Regions from separate parts of the Canis lupus genome. Here region 1 is linked to region 2. The links are chromatin contacts, called in public Hi-C maps. All regions are on one chromosome and are shown on one strand. The core of a region is the stretch at or near the end of the contact, and the rest is flanking DNA. Distances in the headings are between cores, read along the strand shown. Region 1 has its middle 30 kb from the start of SOWAHD. Region 2 overlaps SEPTIN6 (septin-6).

What was found. A called contact is a pair of places that touch in the nucleus more often than the background predicts.
Region 1: a contact with region 2 is called in a Hi-C map of blood, with 3 times the contacts expected there. The contact joins two enhancer-like sites. A contact is called at or near these places in 3 of 9 Hi-C or Micro-C datasets (amygdala and blood).

The regions. Positions count from the first base shown.
Region 1 is chrX:92,424,269-92,430,290 of UU_Cfam_GSD_1.0, reverse strand. No RefSeq gene overlaps it. Among named protein-coding and RNA genes, the nearest start is that of SOWAHD, 30 kb to the left of the region's middle. Within about 2 kb of position 2,135, at least 1 of the 20 cell types and tissues checked has an H3K27ac peak or open chromatin away from gene starts, as enhancers often do. A contact at or near this core is called in blood, where this site is marked.
Region 2 is chrX:92,339,073-92,345,101 of UU_Cfam_GSD_1.0, reverse strand. SEPTIN6 (septin-6) reads left to right here. Exons shown (of 10, transcript XM_038588184.1): 7 at 3,000-3,168. Among named protein-coding and RNA genes, the nearest start is that of NKRF, 23 kb to the right of the region's middle. Within about 2 kb of position 4,116, at least 4 of the 20 cell types and tissues checked have an H3K27ac peak or open chromatin away from gene starts, as enhancers often do. A contact at or near this core is called in blood, where this site is marked.

The DNA.
Region 1 (6,022 bases), core at 886-3,385, 87 kb before region 2:
TCAGGAAACGACAGCTGTTGGTGAGGATGCAGAGAAAGGGGGACCCTCTTAACACTGGGTGGTTATATATATATACCCGCAACCCCCCACACACACACCCACACACACTGGAATACTACTCAGCCATCAAAAAAAAAGAAATCTTGCCATTTGCAATAATGTGGATGGAACTAGAGGGTATTTGGCTAAGCGAAATAAGTCAATCAGAGAAAGACAATTATCATATTGATGTAGGAACAAATTAGGGGCAGACAGGAAAAGATAAAGGAAAGGCCCCAGAGTCAGGCTCCTACCCGTCCCAAGAAAACAGAGATAAGACAGTAAAAACAGAAAAAATAAACTTGATCCCCCAGCTCCAAAATGTTAGGGAGTATCCCCCCTTTAATGGCTACTGAGTAATCACAGAAATATGTCATTAAGGTGTTATCAATAGTCCCTGCTCAAACCAAGACGGCACAAGAATCTCAAGGCCACGGGCTACCTGACTAGGCTCACAGAAATCCCAGCTGTAGGGAAATATTATGGAGGAAATATTAACCAGAGAGAAGGGAACACCTTGCTTGGGCTCATGATATTTACAAAAACATCTTGTTTGTTATTATGATAGTTACTAGTCCACCCGTGTTTCTGCTAAAATCCACCCTGATATTTTTTTTAATTTATTTTTTATTGGTGTTCAATTTACTAACATACAGAATAACCCCCAGTGCCCGTCACCCATTCACTCCCACCCCCCGCCCTCCTCCCCTTCCACCACCCCTAGTTCGTTTCCCAGAGTTAGGAGTCTGTACGTTCTGTCTCCCTTTCTGATATTTCCCACACATTTCTTCTCCCTTCCCTTATATTCCCTTTCACTATTATTTATATTCCCCAAATGAATGAGACCATATAATGTTTGTCCTTCTCCGACTGACTTACTTCACTCAGCATAATACCCTCCAGTTCCATCCACATTGAAGCAAATGGTGGGTATTTGTCGTTTCTAATGGCTGAGTAATATTCCATTGTATACATAGACCACATCTTCTTTATCCATTCATCTTTCGATGGACACCGAGGCTCCTTCCACAGTTTGGCTACCGTGGCCATTGCTGCTATAAACATCGGGGTGCAGGTGTCCCGGCGTTTCACTGCATCTGTATCTTTGGGGTAGCCACCCTGATATTGACAAGAAATTTACCAAGTCAGTTGGTCAGTTTCCTATAAAAGACCATAAAATCCCTCAGTGGCACCCCTGTTGGGACCCGTGGGACTTCTGGGAGCTTTCTCTGTATCTGTGCTTAATATACTTCTATGGCTTTGCTCACTCTCTGTTGTCAGCAGGATTCGTCCTTGGACTCGGTGAGACAAGAACCTAGCTGTCCCGTATCCATATGATCTCACTCATGTGTGGAATTTAAGAAACAAAACAGGATCACGGGGGAAGGGAGGGAAAAATGAAACAAGACGAAATCAGAGAGGGAGACAAACCATGAGAGACTCTTAACCATAGGGAATAAACTGAGGGCTGCTGCAGGAGGGGGTGGGGGTTGGGGTAACTGGGTGATGGGCACTAAGGAGGGCACGTGATGTAATGAGCACTGGGTGTGACGTGCAACTGATGAGTCCCTGACCTATGAAACGAATAATACATGATATGTTAATTATTTGAATTTAAATAAATACAAATAAATGCTTATATTTTGTAAAGTAAAAAAATAAAAGCGTCTCTGTGTGTTTGTGTGTGAACAGATAAAATTTCCCATTGATTCTTCTCTGAAATCTGTCGACCTTAAAAGTAAAACAGCCAGTTGCTACATCAGCAAAATGAATTATTCTGAAAGGGGGAAACTGCAATTCAGGGCATGAAAGGGACGCAAAGCTGGCAAGTGGGGAGCTCAAAGGAGAGGAGGGGTGCCTGGCCAGCTCAGTCAATGGCCATTGTGCCTCTTAATCTCGGGGTTGTGAGTTCAAGCCCCACCGTGGGGGTAGAAATTACTTAAAATCTTTAAAAAGGCAAAGGGGATAGGAATGTTACTTTATAGAGAAAAAGAGGAAGTTGGAAGGCGCTACTTTGAACTAAAGCTTATTGGAGGAAACCGAAAGTTTAGGGGTGGCAGTTTCTCATTGGCTGAGTTGTGCTACTTTCTTATTGGCTGAGCTTGTTGCTGGGCGAGGAGGTCAGGTACCTCTCATCCTGCCGGGTTTGCCATTGATGAGGAGTAGTGGGGCACTATAGCTCCCCCTTCTGGCCTCCAGGCTCTATCTATCTATCTATCTATCTATCTATCTATCTATCTATCTATTATTTTAAAGAAATTTTTAAAAAGATTTTATTTATTTATTCATGAGAGACACACAGAGAGAGGCAGAGACATAGGCAGAGAGAGAAGCAGGTTCCCCGCAGGGAGCCCGATGTGGGACTTGATCCCAGAACCCCAGGATCACCACCTGAGCCAAAGGGAGACACTCAGCCACTGAACCACCCAGGTGCCCCCTACCCAAACTTTCTAGAAACAGACACTAACCTCTCAACCACAATGACTTTAGTTTCCAAACTCCAGAATTAGGACCCACTATCTGACAAGTTTGATCATGTGTTTTGGAGACAACAAGACTGAATTTTAAAAATCTATCTGTTAAAAAAAAAAGAAATAGCAGGCTGAAAATGGAGTCATTCGTGCTAAGCCCCACATTGGCAAACTAAGACTTAATACCTAACCTACCTGCAGTTTCAGCCTCTCCCAGGAATGTAAACTCAACCAGTCAATCTGGTTGAGTAGCACTGGTCAGCTAGGGAGGTAATCTACCTGACAAACCTTGCCTGTCCCCAATAAGACAATGACCTTGCCTAAAACAATCCACTCTTGTGAATGCCTGGGTGGTTCAGCTGATTGAGCATCCAACTCTTGATTTCAGCTCCAGTCATGATCTCATGGGTCATGAGATGGAACCCCATATCAGGCTCCCTGCTCAGTGGGGAGTCTGCTTCTCTCCCTCTTCCTCTGCCCCCCCCCCCCATGCATGCCTGCGTTCTCTCTTTCTCTCTCTCACAAATATTTTTTAAAATCCACTATTTGTTAGAAATTTCCTTTTCCTGCCCCCTCTCTGTCCATAAAAGCCCTTTATTTTGTGTAGCTCTTCAGAGCTCCTTTCTATTTGCTGGGTGGGATGCTGCTCAATCCATGAATTGTCGAATAAAGCCAATTAGATCTTCAAATATGCTCAACTGAAAAATTTTAAAACTTATCATAGGTGGGACCTATGGCTGCTCAGGGTTCTGTTAGGGTGAATGCACCTTAGAGTCAGGGCTTTTGGATCTAGTGCGTATTTACTAGAGAATATTTAGAAAGTGTAGAGAAAACCCATCCACAGTCTTGTATCCTTGGTGCTAAACACTTAATATCTGGACATAACCTCCCCTGGTATGTGTGTAGGCATCAACATGCACATGTGTGTATACAGAACAATAGATGCCTCTACGTGCATATATAAAATACACCAGGGCAGCCCCGGTGGCGCAGCGGTTTAGCGCCGCCTGCAGCCCGGGGTGTGATCCTGGAGACCCAGGATCGAGTCCCACATCTGGCTCCTTGCATGGAACCTGCTTCTCCCTCTGCCTGTGTCTCTGTGCCTCTCTCTCTCTGTGTCTCTTATGAATAAATAAATAAAATCTATAAAAAAAATTAATTCCTTAAAAAATACACCAGTAAAGTCACACTGAACCTTCCATTCTATTCCAGTAGCATCCTCACATTGTAGCAGGTGCCTGCCGACCATCTTAATTCCATGGGTAGCGGACTAACCATTTCAAGGAAGTTCTCCGGAAGACAGTCTGGTATCTACACCTGACCTTAGGAGGTCTGGCTTTGCCCAGGCGCCTCACTGCGGCCCCCATCCACAAGTGGTATCTCTAGGAGTGCCAAGGTACCCAGTGGGCCAGGGCCAGCTGTGCGTGAACAGAAGCAACAGTGGGCAGAACCAGGAGCCGGCAGCCCTCCCACAGCTCCCCTGGATCCTTCTTGTGAGGTCCAGGAACAGATGCAGGGCCAGTACCCGCTTTCCTGGGAGCTGAGGCGGGACACAAACTGGGAGCCCTGCTTGGAGAAATCCAGCAGTGGGGAGGCTCTGTAGCCTGAATTGGTTGTCAGAACATTCCCCTCCACCAAGGTCAGCTGCTGTGTTGCTTTTTTCCCTTGGGGGAAAATATACCGGGCGTACCACCCCCGTTGGTGTAAGAGACACCCATGTTTGTCTCCTCTCTATTAGAAGAAGTCAACCCCAATTATCTCTTTTCCTTGCCGCTGCCATAGCAACACCTTTCCTAGGAGGAAATTATTATAATAGAAAAGAGATACTCAGGCATCCATCCCGGGTGGCTCAACGGTTTGGCCCCTGCCTTCGGCCCAGGGTGTGACCCTGGAGTCCTGGGATCGAGTCCCACATTGGGCTCCCTGCATGGAGCCTGCTTCTCCCTCTGCCTGTATCTCTGCCTCTCTCTGTGTCTCTCATGAATAAATGGATAAAATCTTGAAAGAAAGAAAAGAGATATCCTTTTTTTTTTTTTTAATGAAGCCGAATTTGGAAGGAAGACCTTGATGAGTCACAAGGGGGCAGCAAAGTGTTCCTGCTCAGAGGGAGGCTAGGCATCCTATGAGGAGCATCAGTCTGAAGCCGCACAGCAGTAAAGGACCAACCACTGAATTCACAGACGAAGGGCCATCACCCGCTCCAGCATCGATATTTGAAAAAGAAATCGTTTAGATCGCAGCGCCACCACTTTGTCTATGCCCTTGGGCCAGTCGCAATCTATACGCCCCCCTCCGTTTCCTCACCTGTAAACTCGGGGAGATACCCGCTTCCCAATGTCACACCTTCCTCACACAGTAGGATAATTAAGGCAATAGGTAAAATGCTCAGCATATAGTAAGGATTCATATGTGAAATATTATTACTGTATAAAGAATGAAGAAAAAAAGGATTAAGGGAAGTGCAATTGGGTGTTATGTACCACGTGCTTTGAATCCTTAGAGCAATCAAGAGAGGAATGATGAGAAGCTAAATGAGAGCTTGAAAGACAGATGGGGGGCACCTGGGTGGCTCAGTGGTTGAGCATCTGCCTTAGGCTCAGGTTGTGATCCTGGGGTCCTGGGATCGAGTCCTACATCGGGCTCCCTGAGGATCCTGCTTCTGTGTCTGCCTCTCTCTGTGTCTCTTGTGAATAAAATAAAATCTTAAAAAAAAAAAAAGAAAAGAAAGAAAAATGGAAGGTTAAATGGCACGGCCAAGGTCAATTCACTGGTAAGACTAATAGCAGTTGATGCGCCCCACAAGCACTAACTCTGCCCAGGGCACTCACTGTTCTAAGCACTTTGCAGGAATTATCTCACTTCTTCCAGCAATTCTATGGGTGGGTCCCATGACTATGCTCATTTGACAGAAAGGGAAACCATGGCATAGCACGTAACTGACCCACGCTCACTCCCTGGTGTGACCTGAGTGGAGAGCTGGGGTTACAGCTGAGGCAGTCTAGCCACAACCTGTCACAGATGAAATTTAAACTGAGGTCAAAGCCAAATTCTTTCGACCATCCTCTGCTGTTTCTAGGCTAGTTTGCATCAAAGTCAGCTCAAGATCCTCACGTGAAACACAACACACAATCCCTGCCTCGACCCCACAACACCCCTTCCCAGCCACTGCCATCTCTCCCGCCCCCTTGTCATGACACCCCATGGGTTGTCTATACTTGATACCTCCACTTGTTCCCTGTTCACCTTGGCTTCCACCCTCACCAGCCTGGCTCCTGCCACCAGCACTCTGCAGAAATAGCCATCAGCGAGGTCACTAAGGGTCTCTGTGTCACCCAGGCAAAAGTCATTTTGCAGCCCTCTTCTGAAGATTCTGGGTTTTCCAATTTTGATGTTGCTGGTATCCTGGGCTTCTGCGGCCCACAGTCCCTTGGGTTTCTTCCCACCTCTCTGGCTGCTCCTTCTGTCTCCTTCGCAGGCTCCGTCTTCTCTCCCTGGCCATGAAGGAGGTGTGC
Region 2 (6,029 bases), core at 2,867-5,366:
CCCTCATGGAGAAAGCATTCCTAAAACAAAAACACATGTAGGGGGAGCCAGGTAAGAAGGAATATGTGAGAAAGCATGTGTATTGGCCCAAGGGCACTAGGAGACGTACAAGAATATAGCAGATGATCAGCAAACAACCCAGATATCCACCAAAAATAGATCAGATGAATTGCAAAATGTTCATCTAATGGGATGTCAGACAGTGGCGAAAATGAATGGATTATAGTTACTGCTGCACGAATGAACCTCAGAAACATAATGTTGAACGCAATAAATCATAGAAGAATGCATGCCATGTGATTCCATCAATATGAATTCCCAAAGTAGACAAAATGGAACAAGATCTATATTTTGAGTAATTCGTACATAAGTGACGAAACTATAAAGAAAAAGGATAATAAGGCAGCCCGGGTGGCTCAGCAGTTTAGCGCCGCCTTTAGCCCAGGGCGTGATCCTGGAGTCCTGGGATCGAGTCCCACATAGGGCTCCCGCATGGAGCCTGCTTCTCCTTCTGCCTGTGTCTCTGCCTCTCTCTCTGTGTGTGTGTCTCTCATGAATAAATAAATAAAATCTTTAAAAAAAAAAAAGAGAGAGAAAGGAAGGATGATAAAGCCCAAATCAGGATAGTGGTTAAGTCTCTTTCAAGACCAGGTCAAGAGACACAAGGTGCTGGTACTATTTCACCTGCGTTATAGACACATTGTTATTAATTTCTTCTTTATTTCTGTATGTGTGTATATATATATATATTTGTATATATATACATATATATATGGTTATTATACAATTTCAAAACAGATGTATATACACTCAGGAAACTTCCTTTCATGGTGTGCCTGACCACGGCATAAGCTACCCGTGGGACTAGTCAGTTCTATGGATGAAGCAAGGCCTGGGACGCTGCCATTGGAGGAAGAGGTGTCTTCAAGTCTTCAGCTCTAGGCTGGGTCTCTGAGCACAGGGGCACCATGTGTGAGAGGCTGGCTGATTCACTGCACCCTCATCCCTGCCACTGAACAAACAACGGGAAGTGGGTGAGAAATTGTCCATCTTGCATACAAGGCTAGCATGCTTTAGGGCATGCCATAGACTCTCCAGTGATCGCTAGATTTTCCATAGGTAGGACAAGACTGGTTATCAGAGCTGTGCTAGGTTTTGGTCTTCTCTGCCATCTGAGGAACATTTGTGAATGGTTCCTGGACCCAGAGTCCTAACTGGGAGTGAGTTTGTGGTCTGAGAGACAGGAGCCTAAAGTAAAATGAGGAGAAACCAGCAGACATGGTTCCAGTGACTTCCTCTAATTTAGATCACGCACACCTAACCAACAAAGGGTTTTTGAAGGTTTTTCTGATAAGTTGGAGTTCACTGTTCTGTTCAAGTGACCTTGGAGTCACTCCTTTTTTTTAAATTTTTGTGTTTTTTGTTTGTTTGTTTTTTTGTTTGTTTTTGTTTTTGTTTTTGGAGTCATTCCTGACTGGCCACCAGGGATCACTATCTGGAGATGGAGGAAGAACTATTCCTGAGAAGTTGCCTGACTGATGGGATTTTTAATATTAGCTTATGTTCTATGGCAGCGAGGAGCTTTATCCCCAAGGAAATGGATCTTTAAGAAAAGCTTTTAAGGTTTTATTTATTTAAATAATCTCTACACCCAATGTGGGGCTCAAACCCACGACCCCAAGATCAAGGGTTGCAATGTTCTTCCGACTGAGCCAGCCAGGTACCCCAAGGCAATGGATTTTCAGCAGAAGGGTTATGTGAGCCCATCCAAGCTTTGGAAGGGTTACTCTGCCACAAGGCCCACCTGTCATCCTGGACCCCCTCCCTGCCCCCACACCCCTCTCCCTGGCCCTGGAAGACAGAACCTAGGGTGACTATGTCAGTTTATCATCTCAGGCAACCCCACCGCAGCCATGGCTGAGGCACATACCAGAACACTGCTCACAACCTTGTGTTCCAACTGGAAGTCCACTTTGTTATGATTTGGTCTATTTCTGTCCTTCTTGGCCACTGGCCCAAATGCAAATCTTTGCCATACTCTTTTGAGGAGGGAGGCTTGTTCATTCAGGCTAGAAAGTGAGGTCCACTTTGTCCTGGTCATCATTGCTGCTTTCAGGCCATTATCCATCCTCTAAAAAGCACCTCCTTTGAAGCTACTACCTACCATCCAGATGGGCCACACCTTGGTCCACACCCCTCCTTGTCTCACTGCCACCTATAGATGTCCTAGTTCTTCCCCTTTATTCTTTGGAGACCTGGCACCTGCTCAGAGCCTTTGCCTCTCCTTTAGATCGCCTGCATTTCAATCCTAACTGCAACTTGCTAGCTATGGAACCTTGCCTAACCTTGTTGAGACCTTGTGTGGGCTATTTGCTGATCTGCCTGATAAATTCTGATTCTTCCCTCAAGAGTCATCTTAAGGGTTGCCTCTGGTGAAGCCTTCTCTCTGCTGGTGCTTCTTGGGCTCCCCTCTTCTGAGCTTGCACTGCACCTTGGCCATATACCTCCATTTTGGTAATTTTTGCATTGTATTATATTTGTCTATTTGCATCTTTTCTTCCACTACACTGTAAGCTCCTTAGGGCAAGACTCCATGACTTCGTTTCTGAATTCCCGGTGAGTCACACAATAGCAGGAGCAGAGATGCTGCAAATATTTATTGGACAGATGGCTGAATGTGCATTTGCTATTAGCCTAAAAGTGGTGAAGAGCAAACGAACATTCCCCTGAGTGCCTGATTGGTGAATTTGGGTTGAGGTGCTACTGAATGTTTTCTTAGATATTTTTTATGGTCTTGCAGTTTTCCACTACTGTCAGCCCTGTAACTTTCCATGTGCGTTTTCAGTGGAAAAGTGAGTCAGGAGGCAAATTCACAGGCTCCATGTACACAGATGGAAAGGCAATGTGGCTGTGAGGCATCTGGCCTCTCCATTCATCCATTTCCGCTGCTTCTGGCCCTCCTTTCAGTATGCTTTCAATCCCCCTCCCCTGCTGTGCAGTCGAGAACGAGGCCCACTGCGACTTCGTGAAGCTGCGGGAGATGCTGATCCGGGTGAACATGGATGACCTCCGGGAGCAGACCCACAGCCGGCACTACGAGCTGTACCGGCGCTGCAAGCTGGAGGAGATGGGCTTCAAGGACACCGACCCCGACAGCAAACCCTTCAGGTACCCCTCTGGCCAGCCCAGCCCACCCAGTGGCTGGGGAAGGCTGGCTGGGGAGGAATCACCCAGGGAAGCGAGACACAGGTGCCGGGACCTACAGCAGCAGGGCTGTCACTTGCCCCTTCTACTTGTCCCCTCTGCAGTGGCAGAGTGGGCTTGGTGAGCGCAGGGAGGAGGCCCAGACGACCAGCAAGGCCCATGGGCTCCCTGCCACACAGACACACGCGCGCGCACACACACACACACACACACGCACGGGCATCAGCCGCGGTCAGTTGTGCCAGAGGCTTTGTTCTGCAGCATGGCAGTCTGTGCCTGTCCTCTGCCCCGCCAGGTTTCCGGGCGGCTCCTTCCCCTCCTTCCCCTTACCAAACCCAGTCTATGGGACCAGATGGGACCCGGTTACAGTTGTTGCACACGCACATCAGGGACCTTCAGGCTCTTCAGGTGCTGTCCTTAGTGCCGAAGTTCGGGTGCAAGTTTTGTTTTGACCACCAGATGTTAATCCTTGTTATACTTCTCAAATCCGAATCTGAGAAGCTTTCAGAGGAGAGGCATGTCTCCGAAAGCAGTTTATTAGCCCCACAGGAGCCGTCTGCCAAGTGTCCTCGTCTGATCTGTATGCGTGATGCAAGACATACGCCCCACATTTTAAATTACCTAGTGGTGTTCTTTGTTACAGCTCAGTGCCCCCTCAGGAAGTGCCAGGCCTCAGTTAGGACGGGAGGGGGGTGCTTCAGAGCACGAAGTTGGCCTCTTGGCCTCTGGGCAGAGCATGGCCAGTCCTGCAGGGATGCCTGGTTCCAGAAGGGTGGACTCGCTCCCCTTCAGGGGCAGGGGCTGCTGGAGCTGCTGGGATGGAGGAAATTGTGCTTATCTCTCTGGTGGGCACTCCCTCGGTTTGCTCTCTCCTTCCCCTCCCATAGCTTTAATCTGCATCTGTGGGGGAAGAGGTGTGCCTCTGCCGGTTCCTCTCTAGGCCCCTCCCCTCCTCCTGCTCCATTCTGAACGCCTGTTTACCTGAGTCTTCTTCCCTTATTGCATGCAAACATGCGCATCCTGAAGAAACAGCTCCCTTAGCTCCTCCTCCTCACCATTCCCTGCTCTTTCAAGAAGTTTAGCTCTGGTGAGAAAAAGAGTTGTTTGTATTTACTGGCTCCTGCCCCCCACCCCTGCGCCTCTGAAATGCCTCTCTCTGAGGTCAACAATCACATTGACTGGCCATGATGGGGCCTCTGAGTCCCATCTTTTCCGATTTCACCTGAACGTTAGATATTCCTCCCTACTGCCTCTTTGCTGAAATTCCCTCAGCCTTTGGCTTTTTAAGCACTGGCCTGGCTGGTTCAAGTCCTTCTCTCTCGCTACCCTCTGGGTCTCATTGGCAGACTCCTCTTCTTCAGCTTTTTCCTTTACATGTTGGTATGCCCCAGGGGTCTCTCCTCAGGCCCCTGCTCCTGTCACTCTGTGTTCTCTTGGCAGCAGCTTCTTTCTACTATCGGCCCTACTTCCCACCTAGAAAGAAATGACTCCCACGCAAAATCTTACTTTTGAACTCCAAGCCCATTGCTCCAACTGCCTACCAGATATTCTCGCTCAGACATCCCACGGAGGACGTACCTCAAAAAGTCCAGCGGTCTAAGTTTCAGTTCATCTTCCTTTTTAAACGTCCAGCATTCCCTGCTGCACTTCATGATTCCACCATCCACCTGGTTGCCCAAGCCAAAACACTCAAATCATTTGAAATTCCTTCCAAGTCCTAGGAGTTCCTTTTTTTAAAAAAGATTTTTTTAAAAATTTATTTATGAGAGACACAGAGAAAGAGGCAGAGACATAGACAGAGACAGAAGCAGGCTTCCTGCCAGGAGCCCGATGTGGGACTCGATCCAAGGATTCCGGGATCATGCCCTGAGCCAAAGGCAGATGCTCAACCACAGAGCCACTCAGGCGTCCCCAAGTCCTAGGAGTCCTGCTTCCCTCACTGTTCTTAAGTTCCCCCAAATCCTTCATCTCTACCAGCCCTTAACATTCAGATCCCATTATTTCTTTTTATCCTGTTTCCTTCATATGCCACCCACCGCCCCCTTGGCAACCACGGTTTGTTCTCTGTATTTAAGGGTCTGGGTTTGCCTCTTTTTTCTTTATTCGTTTGTTTTGTTTCTTAAGTTGCACTTATGAGTGAAATTACATGGCATTTGTCTTTCTCGGACTGACTTATTTCACCTAGCCTTACACCTCCTAGCTCCATCCATATCGGGCCATATGACAAGATCTCATTATTTTTTATGGCTTTCTTATGGAAGTGAGAGATCCAATCATTTATTTGGATTGTTGGGAAGTCTCTCCTTCATGCAACAGCCAGGGTGGTCTTTCTCATTTTCAAATTGTATGAAGTCAGTCCTCCTGCTTGAAACCCTGCCATGGATAAATGACCAGGCCTGTAATGTGGCATCCAACACCCAGTCTTTCCTGCGAGACTCAGGAACCCCACCTCCCTGTACTCCACAGCTTCTGTGATCGTCTCCGGCCATGTTGGACTCTGCCTGGCTCCCCAAGTACATCATCCTCTCTCCACGTGTGCCCTTCCACATCTGCCCTCTTTGGAGCATGATTCCTCCTCTTCTTCACTAGGCTGGCTCCTGTTGCTTTAAACCTGAGGCTGGGGGCAGGGAGACTTGGCTCAGGCATCTCCCAGGTAGACCGTGAGTTCCTTGATGGTGGGCACAGTGGCTGTTGGCTTGAGATGTTGAATGACTAGCATAGTATCACTGAGTCCTGTGCGTAGCACACAATGGAATCTCATCAAGTGTTTTTTTGAAATAGTTCATTAATGTGGTCAGTTTCAGAGCCAGAACCTGGGAGTCCAG